2 separate regions of the Anas platyrhynchos genome follow, and region 1 is linked to region 2. Evidence: chromatin contacts called from public Hi-C data. All regions are on one chromosome and are shown on one strand. Each heading gives the region's core, a stretch centred on a gene start, on an enhancer-like site or on the middle of the called end of the contact. The rest is flanking DNA. Distances are from core to core; before and after follow the strand shown.

Region 1 (5,021 bases), core at 1,834-4,333, 120 kb after region 2:
AGAAAATATGAAAAAAGCCTGTTTTAAAAATGGCAAAGACAAGGGAGAAGTGGGGCACGAGGAGAGGAAATGGCCCCTTCTGATCACCCAGGAGCAGAGCTGGAAACGGAGCTCAGCCCCTCAGCTCCCTTTTGGTGGATGCTCTGCTCAGCCTCAGACCTCGCGTGTGTCAGCCCCCAAAACGCCTCCTCTGCTGCCCTGACCAGCAGGCGTTGTTCCCGGGGATGCTGGCTTTCCAAGGCCGACCAAAAAGGGAGGCCCTGCAGCATTTTGGTGTTTTTTCGACAGCCTGCATCACGATCAAGCCACGCTAACACACAGTGCTACCCCTGGCTGGGGATGCCGAGGTAGGTGGAAGTGGCTTCATTCTCTCTTCCTTCACTGCTGTCTTCATCCCTCCTTGGGTTGAAACTTTGCGTATTTGGGACAACCTTTTCGGGGTGAAATTGCATCTGTGGGATTCAACTCGGAACAGAGCGCAAGAGACGCGTTGTGCGGTGGCACAGGACGGCGCTCTGCTTCGTGCAGCTCCTTGGCGGTAGCTTCCAGCAGGTTTTCGGTGGCACAAAGCAGAGCAGCTGGGGGCTGGGCGAAGGCTTAAAAGGTTTCTAAGTGAGCGTGTGGGAAATGGGTTGGAGCGTGCTGTGCCAGGGCCAAGTCTGCCCCGGAAGACTTTAGTCATCGGCATGCAAAGCACCGAGAGGCAGGGTGTCACGGCGCCGGGGCTGTGCGGAGGGCAGGAGCTGTCACAGCACTAGCTGCTGTTACAGAGCCCCAAAAATGAGGAAATAAAGATAGCTTTTCATATTTTTTTATTTATTTATTTTTTTTTGCGTGGCTGTCTGTGTGAGCCCATCAAGCAGGAGGATGGCCGCTTGCCTACAAACAGATGAGTTTTTTATTGCTTTTGCCACCTCTGTGGTGCTGTAAGGCCTGGCTAGACCAGAGAGAGCACGATAAATCTGGTTTATATCAGTGTGAACTTTGATATATCTTATTAATATCACGCTCACGATTTGAGTATTTAAACATGGATGGCACACACGCGAACGTCATTTAGCTTATGCTTGCTTTATTTAATTATTTTAGATTTATACAACACCTGTCATGGGCTCGGAACTGCCATGCAATTAATTAAACCTACCAGGCACTCCAGGTGGAAAATGGGCTAGAAAAAAAAACCTCAGGAGCCTCCGCTGAAGCCGTGTAGGATGCCTCCGAGGGAAGCCTGCGTGGGTTAGCGAGGGCAGGGATTGCACCGAGGTTTGGGCAGAAGGAGGAAGGGAAACAGGGCTCACACAGCCACAGCAAAACATCTCGACCCAAAGGGAACAGGGGGATTCTCAGAAACCCGCGTGGCCCAGAGCTTGGCTTACAGTCGGGGCTCTTTGCGAGCTGCAGTTTCAGCACCTCGTGCAAGGAGCCCGACAGAGCCACCCCAGGCAGGGGGGGCAGTTCCTGCTGCCTCAGCTCCCACTGGGATGCCCGCAAGGTTTGGAAGTGGTTTTGCATTCAGTGTCTCAATTTTCCCCAGTTTCAGCCTTTCTTCAACAAAAAAAAAAACGTCAAGAAACGGGCTGAGGGCTTTCATGGCAGGGCTGGCTGGCTGCAGAGCCTGTGCTGCCTCCTCGTTTCTCCTGCCCCTGCCTAGCCCCCAGACCACAGATTTCAGCAGAATTACACAAACGCCATGATATTGATGATTATTTCGGGCTCCTCTTGCCCACATACCCCACAGGAATTCGCAGCCCTTCTCAACGCTTTGCATATGCAAAATTTCTGAGAAAGGAAGAAGTTAATGAAAGGCAAGTTCTCGTGGCTGGGAGTCAGCAAGCACAGGGAGAGCCTTTACCCGATTTGGGTGAAGCACCCTTGACCAGAGCAGCCTGAAACGTCTTTGAGAGGACTCTCCTTCCCTTGGCACTGCTGAATTACCTCTTAATAGGCTGCAGAGAGCTGCAGCAGTGCAGGGCGAGCTCCCTTCCTGTAGACTAAAGGTCAAGCATAGCCCCTTGCTGCTGCAGGAGGTGACACGGCTGTTCTGAGTAATTAGTTTAAAAAAATGCATATGTATCTTGGTGGCACCAGAAACACTGACTAAAATCCAGAAGGAAATAACAAAGCAGTTGCCCATGTGCATCAGATGAAAATGGTTTCGCTCTCTGAAATATCCGCCGTGCCTTTGTAATAAAATTAGCGAGAAGGGAAAATGCCTGGTGAATGCAAGGCTGAGAGGCTGCCACACGGTTTTCCAAGTGTTGTCTTTAAACAGCAGCGATCTTGGGGGGCAGGAGCGTTCCTTTGTTCTGTTTCTCCAGCCCCGAGCACGGTGGAGTGGTGCCTGGGGACTTGTAGCTGCTGCTGCACTTGGGGGTCCAGCGATTGGGGTGCCTCGGTGCGCTCGTGCTGGGCTGGGGGTACCCGCAGTGACAAGGATCACGTGGACCTGTGTAAAAGGGGCTGAAAAAAAACCAAATCTGGCACCACAGAAGGCAGAAACCAGGAGATGAGCTAATAATGGGCCAGAGAGATGGAGGACGCTTTGCAGAGGATGGGGAGACATCGTCTGAGCGCTAATGAGGTGTTTGAGTTTTGGCCAGGATTAGATGGGGGCATTCTGCGTTTGGCTCGACGAGTTCAGCTGGAGAAGGGCCAGAGGACTCAGAGCTTGGGTCCTGGAGACTCCAAGGGTGTGGAACAAAGAGCAGAGCTACCTGCTGTCTCCTCGCTCTTCCCCTGCCTCCTGTGCACCATTTCCCTGCCAGCGAAAGGCCAGCAGCCCGCAGGAGCAGCCAGAGCAACTCTTGGGACTCGTGCTTTGCTTCCTGGCAGATAAGATAGCAGAGAACTTTATTTTCAGGAAAAAAAAAGCGAGGTGTGCTCCAAGCACGGATCGGCAGGTGAGGAAAGACAGAAATGAAAAGTAAGTAGAGGGTGGCTCCGAGGAGGAAATAGCAGGTGAGAGGCAATTGCTCAGGAGCTCGTGCTGCATGCTCCTGATTTAACAAACACATTCACTGCTTGCCTGCTTGCTCCAAGGTCAGGAAGGCAGCAAGAGTGGTGCCAACACAACAGGTCTGCTGGAAAATAAGGCGCCCTTGTGTGGTATCCCCCCTCCAGGGGAGGTGGAGCTCCTCTAATCTCCTTCCCCTTATCCCTCTTCCAGCTGACCTCCTGGGCTCGGTAAATAACATTGCAGGAGCCGCAGGAACCGGCGAACAATGAGCGGCCTCCCAGGGAGCCCGAAATTCCTTCCCCCTAAATAGCAAACTTTGCAGTCTTTGCAAAAGCATCCACAGTTATTATTCATTTAAGTGGCGGTTTGTGTTTTTTATTTTTTTCCCCCCGATATGTATATATATACACACCGTGCCTTGTCTGTCTTTTACCCTCCCACTTCAGATGTGATTCCAGAGGGGATTTTTCTGGACCTCCAGCTGGCTCCCAGTGGCTAAATCGATCCAGCCTTGTGCCCGTGGGAGTGCCTGGTGCTGGGTATTGCTCTCCTCTTGTTGTTGTTGTTTAGGGCTGGCTCACCTGCCTGATTACAGCACAGAGGGAGATGGAGGGAGATTCGCCTGAGCCTTTGGAGATGTCTGCAGGGATTTGTCCATCTGATCCCTGTTTATTTTAATAGAGCATTCAGAGCTGGAGAGCTGCCTGTCAGAACTGATTTTGTGTCTCCAGAACCAACGGGTGCAAGGTTTTGCTCACGTGATTAGCCCTTATTTTGGGTTTCTCCTTGTATCCAGCAGCATTTGGGTTTGTGGTGGTGTTTTGTGTGTTTTGTTTGTTGTTTTTTTTTTTTTTTTCCCTGTGCAAAGACTGCATCCTAGAGTTGAAGCGACGCTGTGCTGGACCTCGGTATTTGCATTCTGCTTTTATTTTGAGCTGGAGCAAAGGAAATCCAGAGGAGCTGTTCATACCCATCTGGAATAGGCAGCGCTCCCCTCCTGCACGTGGGGTTCCCAGCCTGGGTGGCTGAGCTTTGCAGCAGGGATCCCCGTGATCCCCGCGTCCCTGCTCCCCTCCTCTTCCATCTCTGCCCCCTTTTTGCTCTCCCTCCCCTCGCCCAGCGCCGCTGCTTGCACCTTCGGCCTCTCCTCCGCCGGCTGCTCCTCGCAGGGTGGGGTGAGGAAAGGGGGGGCGGTGGAAATTCCTGCCGTGAGCCCCAACCCTTCCACCCCCACGCACTACCCTGGGAGAGACCCAGACAGGCGAGGTGACTCAGCTGGGGCTGGCTGCGGCCTGGGGCTGCCGTGGGGAAACGAAAGGCCCCCAGGCAAGGCAGCCAGGCAGCTGGGGGTGGCGGCTGCTGCTTGCTTTGCTTCTCTTTTTTTTTTATTATTTCTTTTTTTTTTTTTTTTAAGCCCAGGGACCTCGCAGGGCACAGGGGAGGCGGCCGCTGCACGGGCTCCAAGAGCCGGTGGGATGTAAAAAGGGAAAGCAAGCCTGTTAGCAGCAGGCTTCAGGCCAGTCTGCAAGGGTCCAGACTCTTTCACCAAAAAATTTTTAAGGTTCAGCAAGTCAGAAGCAGCTGAAAAGCAGTGGCTGAACCTCCCGGGTTTTTTTTTTGCACCATGTGGGCAAGGTCCACCTGAGCAAAGACCTAGAGCAAGATTTGGGCTGAAGCTCTGTGTATGGTGGTCTCCAAATGGGGATGGCATTACCCTGCCTGCCTCTGGAGGTGGTGATGGTGGAGGGCAAAAGCCAGGTCTGAGCTCTGGGGCTCTGAGCAGGATGAGTGCTGTGAGACGGGGACGAGGGACCCCTGGTTTCCTACCCCCTCCCTGGGAAGGGCAGGGAATTGCTGGCTTTGGGCTGCTCCCCCTCCGTGCCTTCTGGCCATGCGGGCGCACAGGTGTGCCTGCAGAAATGTGTGAAGACATGTGCGTGCTAATGGCACCTAAATATAGCAGCTGCTCCTCGCTCCTGTTAACCTGTCAAGTGACTCCTCATCCTCCCTGGCTTTGTCAAGCCATAGGTATTACTCACGGCCATGACTAATTCCCTACGGAGGG
Region 2 (4,608 bases), core at 291-2,790:
TTGGTCAGAAGGGAGACAGTAAGGCTGCGTTCTGGATCTGTTCCTCCTTTGTGTTTGCTAAATGATTTTTCAGAAATAGTGAGGTGTCCTGACTCCAGTTCAAGCTAATGAGTGCTCTCAGTGTGGTAAGAAAAGAGTGCCCTGTTGTTTGAGCGCGCTTGAAGCAGACGGAGCAGTTGCAGACAAATTGCAAAGGAGTTTGGAGCTGCATATTTCAAGAGTCTGCTCTATTTATACCCTGTGGCATTTTGTAAGGGGAAGGTCAATTCTGTCTACTGGAAATAGCTTCTGAAAGTGCTTTCTCTAAGCCCGGCTTGAACATGTGCCATGGTATTTATTTCGACATATTTTATTTATTTCTTTTTTTAATTTCTTGTACTTAACATAGAACTCGAATGTGCTGAGGCTGCCCTCCGTTGCTACAGGTTGTTGAGTTTCCAGCCTTGAAATGTTGAACCCTACAGGGACAAGGCCAAAGAGGATTTTTATTACTGCATAAATTGAACGATAAAGTTCCTATTGCAGTGTTGGTCTTGTGTTAATGATGCCTTGGCATTACAAGGCTAGAGAGCCGTCCATCACATGGCTGTGTTACAGGTACATTACCAGACTTCATTCTAAAGTCACGTCAGCTGTAAAAAGTAACATGGGCAGTGAGGTTTCAGTCCTGTCTAGGCCGTGCGTAGCTTTTTACAACATATATTCGTTTAGTCTGAGGAGAAAAGGTGAAGCCTGGTGTTTTGTTTGGGAATTTGATTGTTCTGTTCTTTGAACATGGGAAAAAAGGTAGCTTGTTTTGTTGCCTGGCGTGAGATTTCTGTTCTTTGTAGGAGTTTCTATGCATTGGGTTTGGTCCCTGAAAATGTTAAAGTGAATTTGTTTTAGGCAGTAGTAGCAGGAGGCGGAAAGGAGAGCAAGGGGAGGGAAAGCAGAGCAGCTTTTCACATGTATATGCACTATTAAATATTTGGTTTGCTGTAATCACTCTAGTAAACAGCAGCAAAATCTGCACTCTAGGCAAGTGATTAAGTTCTTAGTTTTCCTTTACTTTTGATGACGGCGGAAATGAATGCACTGAATGTTTGGAACAGTTTGTTTACAGCCATCAAAATGGCTGGGAGCCTGAGGAGGGCACACCCGCCTGTCCTGTGGCACGTCCCGCCCTCGGTGGAGCAGCGAGCTTACTTGCCTGTCTCCTCTCAAAGCCTGAGATTAAGCCTGGTTTATGCCCAAATATTAAACTGAATTTGTTATTCCCAGCCTGGCACCTAGCAGGATTTTTGCCTGGGCCCTAAAGCTCTTTGTGCTTAGAGGTCTGAACTGGGGCATAGCACGGGCGGCAAGAAATCAGTCCTAAAGCTCCTTGTATTTAGAGGTCTGACCTGAGGTGCAGCATGGGAGGTGTAAAAGTGGTATTTTGGGAGCTTAATCTATGCCAGGTGGGACACTTTGGGGCTGGGGAGGGGATTTTTCCTCACAGGGTGGTGCCCTGCTCGCAGCTGGGGCTGTGAGGACCTGACAAGCCACGCCTGGGCCCAGGCCTGGAAGGTTCCAGAAGGCGCTGCGAGCCCTCAGCATGGTGGCACGCAGGTAGGAGCTGTGCCCTGCTGTGAGGGGGAGAAGGATGACAAAAAGGTGGTGGAGGAGCCTCAGAGAGGCTCATCTCTTTCCTCAGGGCAGCTCTGGCTGGCTGCCTGTGGAGGGAAGCGAGAGCCTGAGGGAAATGTCGCCCCGTGACCTCCTGGTGGTGTCCCCAGGCCACAAAGGAGACGGGTGTCCCTCAGGCTGGGGCTGGGTCCCCCCAGATCCCAAGTAGTGTCCCCTTTTTCCTGAGGCAGCAGCCCCTTGGCTTGTTCTGTGGGCTTAGTCCAGGCCATGTTGCTGTGACAGGCCCCAGGTGTCCCAGTCACCTCCATCGCCATCGTGGATGTTTCTCCTGCCTTGCTCTCCACACGTCTGAGGTAAGTTTGAGAAAGTTTTGCTGGTGTTTGTGGTTTTGTTTTTTTTTTTAATGTTGGGTATTTTCTTACTTCAGAAAGACTCTGGGTGTTTCGTGTTGGGGGGAAGAGCCTTTGGTGTGTCCTGCACATGCAGGTTGTTTTTTACAAACGACTGTTCTGTTGTTTTGTCCTTTAATGCAAGATAATTACCTGTGATTTTTCTTAATGGTGTTGACTTTGCAAAACCAAACTGGAGCAATAGATAAAACCAAATGTAATGCAAACCGTACGTCCCAAGTGGACGGCTTACCTGGGCTATTTTTTGTTCTTTACAAATGCTCATCTCTGTAGAAGCAGTAACTTTCCCCTACAAAATCAGCTATTTTTATATAGGTAAAAAATGTCCTTCCTCCCTGCCCTGTTCCTAATCACTGTCCTCTTTCCACAACTTCTCTGCATAAACTCTTAGCGTACCTCAGAAGTACAGTTGTAAAAAGTGAAAGACCCAAAAAAGATTTATTTTTGAATGCATCTTGTTTCCGTTCTGTCGCTCCGAATGACTTTGTTGGGTCTTTCCAGCTTCTGAAATCCTGTATTGCAGGTTTATCTCATTATTTGCTAGCTCTTTAAATATTTGCCCCATGTTTTTACCTGTGGCAATGTCACCAGGAGGAAGCAGGCTCTGCAAAGAGCTCACTTAGCTTGTAAACACTCTCACCCCTTGCTATAGCTCCAAGGCTGAGCTCCTGCACCAGGGGACGTGTGCATGGGAGAGAAATTACGGAGTAAATTGATGCACTGGCCTTGGAAAATGGCTGTGCGCGATGTCAGTGGAGCTGCATTTCACTTTGCCTGGGGACTTGGTTTTCCTGGAACAGGCTATTAATCGCATCTGCTAGATGGATTTTTTTTCTGGTGTTGCAGCTTGTTTGAATGAACCCTAATTACAAAGTCCAGGCAATTACAAGTAAAGGAAGCTAGTGTTCACGGCCTAGTAACTTGGTTGAATGTATGCCTTCAAAACACGCAGCCTCAGCTACATCAGGGGTTCTCCTCCCTCCGCGTTAGATTGTTTTATTGTCATTGTTTTATCCTCATTTTGGCTTCTCTCCAGTTGTCTTCACTGCTTAATGCTTTTTCTGCAATAGCAAATAAAATGGATATCAATAACAATATTTTTATGAAACGCAAGAGGATGCTCAGTAGCAAAGGAGTGAAGGAACACGCTACTCGGCTTCTCACAGAAGCTCCAGTGAGCTTCAGCACTTCGTAATAGTGAGGATTTTGTTTGTCACTGTGATAATTTATTGTAAGTGGGGGGAGAGGATGAGCAGAGGGAATGTTAACAGGCAGAGTGTCCATTTTGAAATACGGGAGTTCTCCGGTTGCTCTTATTTTAACCTGTGAAAGGGTCCCCTCAGCCTTAAATCTTGTAGTGCACAAAATGGCACCGTCTCCAGTGCGTCTCCAGTGAAGTCTTTTCGTGTTGCTAATGTTCCTCTAGCCATTCTTTGAGGGAGTGGAAACATAGGGTGAAGTGAGGATCACAGCTTGGATTTATTGGCACTGCATATAGATATGTGGCCACCAAAGATGTGTAGTGGGGGACAGGGAAATCTCCCTTCTAGCCGATGTGTCAGGCAGGGCGAGGAGCTTGAGGAGCACGTCAGAAGGAAGGCTGGAGAGTGGCAAGTGTTGTGACAGCCTGCGGAGCTGTACCTTGGGTATTTTCAAGGGTTTCTCTTCAGCCCATATGCAGATCCCTGTAACACACGGCAGTTTGGTGCCAGTACGTTTCTCGCTTGGCACATCTTAGTTCAGCTCTGAGCGCTACCATGTTAGTTCTTGAGAGAACTGAACGTAGTGCTGGTCTTGTAGGAGAGGCAGCTGCACGTTCGCAACTGCTGCCACAGTTTGAGGAGTGTGCGAGTGCCTTGTGCTACAGAACTGAAAGGGTTTGTAAAATGCTAGGGCTGCCACAGGGCCACTGTGAAGTGTCTCCCCACTCGAAATGAAACAGCGTTTAATTAAATGTTCCATCAGATGCGTGTTTGGTGCTGACGGGCAGGGACCCTCCAGGTGAAGGCACGCTGGCAGGAGGGCAGACAGGTTTGTCTGCAGCTACCTCAGCACGTAGGGGAAGCTTTGTCTGCATTCGTGTAGGCTGAAACTTGTTCTGAGTTGACCTCAGACTTGGAATCTGAGCAGAGACGTCAGTCCCTAGGATGGCACTGAGCTGCAAGTACTGATTCATGCAGATGACAATACTTAAATAATCCTGACTGCATCCTGTCTCAGAATCTGTGGCTTATCTCTTCATCACATTGAAACTATTGAGTTAATTCAGTTTCTTGCCCCTTTTGATCTACTTTTTTGGCACGTAGAGGGTTTGTAATCTTTGTCTGTCCTTCTTCATCCGTCAAGCTGCTGCATTAAAGCCTGGCCTGTGCTGGGTTTTCCTGTAGGTGGTATTGATTAGGGCGGTGAAAATAATTCCTTTTCTTCCCTAGTGTAGTTCTAGCGGTTCATTTTCCAACTGTGGAAACAGCTGTACTGGAATGAGGCTAGCTGATTGCAAAATATTTATTTCTTTTTGATAGGTAAGAGAGTCAAGCATAATTTTACTGGTAATACCTGAATTCATTGCTTTTACTCTTTCAACTATTGT

What was found. A called contact is a pair of places that touch in the nucleus more often than the background predicts.
Region 1: a contact with region 2 is called in a Hi-C map of subcutaneous adipose tissue, with 3 times the contacts expected there. The contact joins the enhancer-like site here to the promoter of SAMD11 in region 2. A contact is called at or near these places in 2 of 8 Hi-C or Micro-C datasets (skeletal muscle and subcutaneous adipose tissue).

The regions. Positions count from the first base shown.
Region 1 is chr22:2,767,353-2,772,373 of IASCAAS_PekinDuck_T2T, forward strand. All of the region lies in intron 13 of SAMD11 (sterile alpha motif domain containing 11), which reads left to right. Among named protein-coding and RNA genes, the nearest start is that of SAMD11, 120 kb to the left of the region's middle. Within about 2 kb of position 3,084, at least 2 of the 8 cell types and tissues checked have an H3K27ac peak or open chromatin away from gene starts, as enhancers often do.
Region 2 is chr22:2,651,236-2,655,843 of IASCAAS_PekinDuck_T2T, forward strand. SAMD11 (sterile alpha motif domain containing 11) reads left to right here and starts at 1,541. Exons shown (of 24, transcript XM_038166518.2): 1 at 1,541-1,961.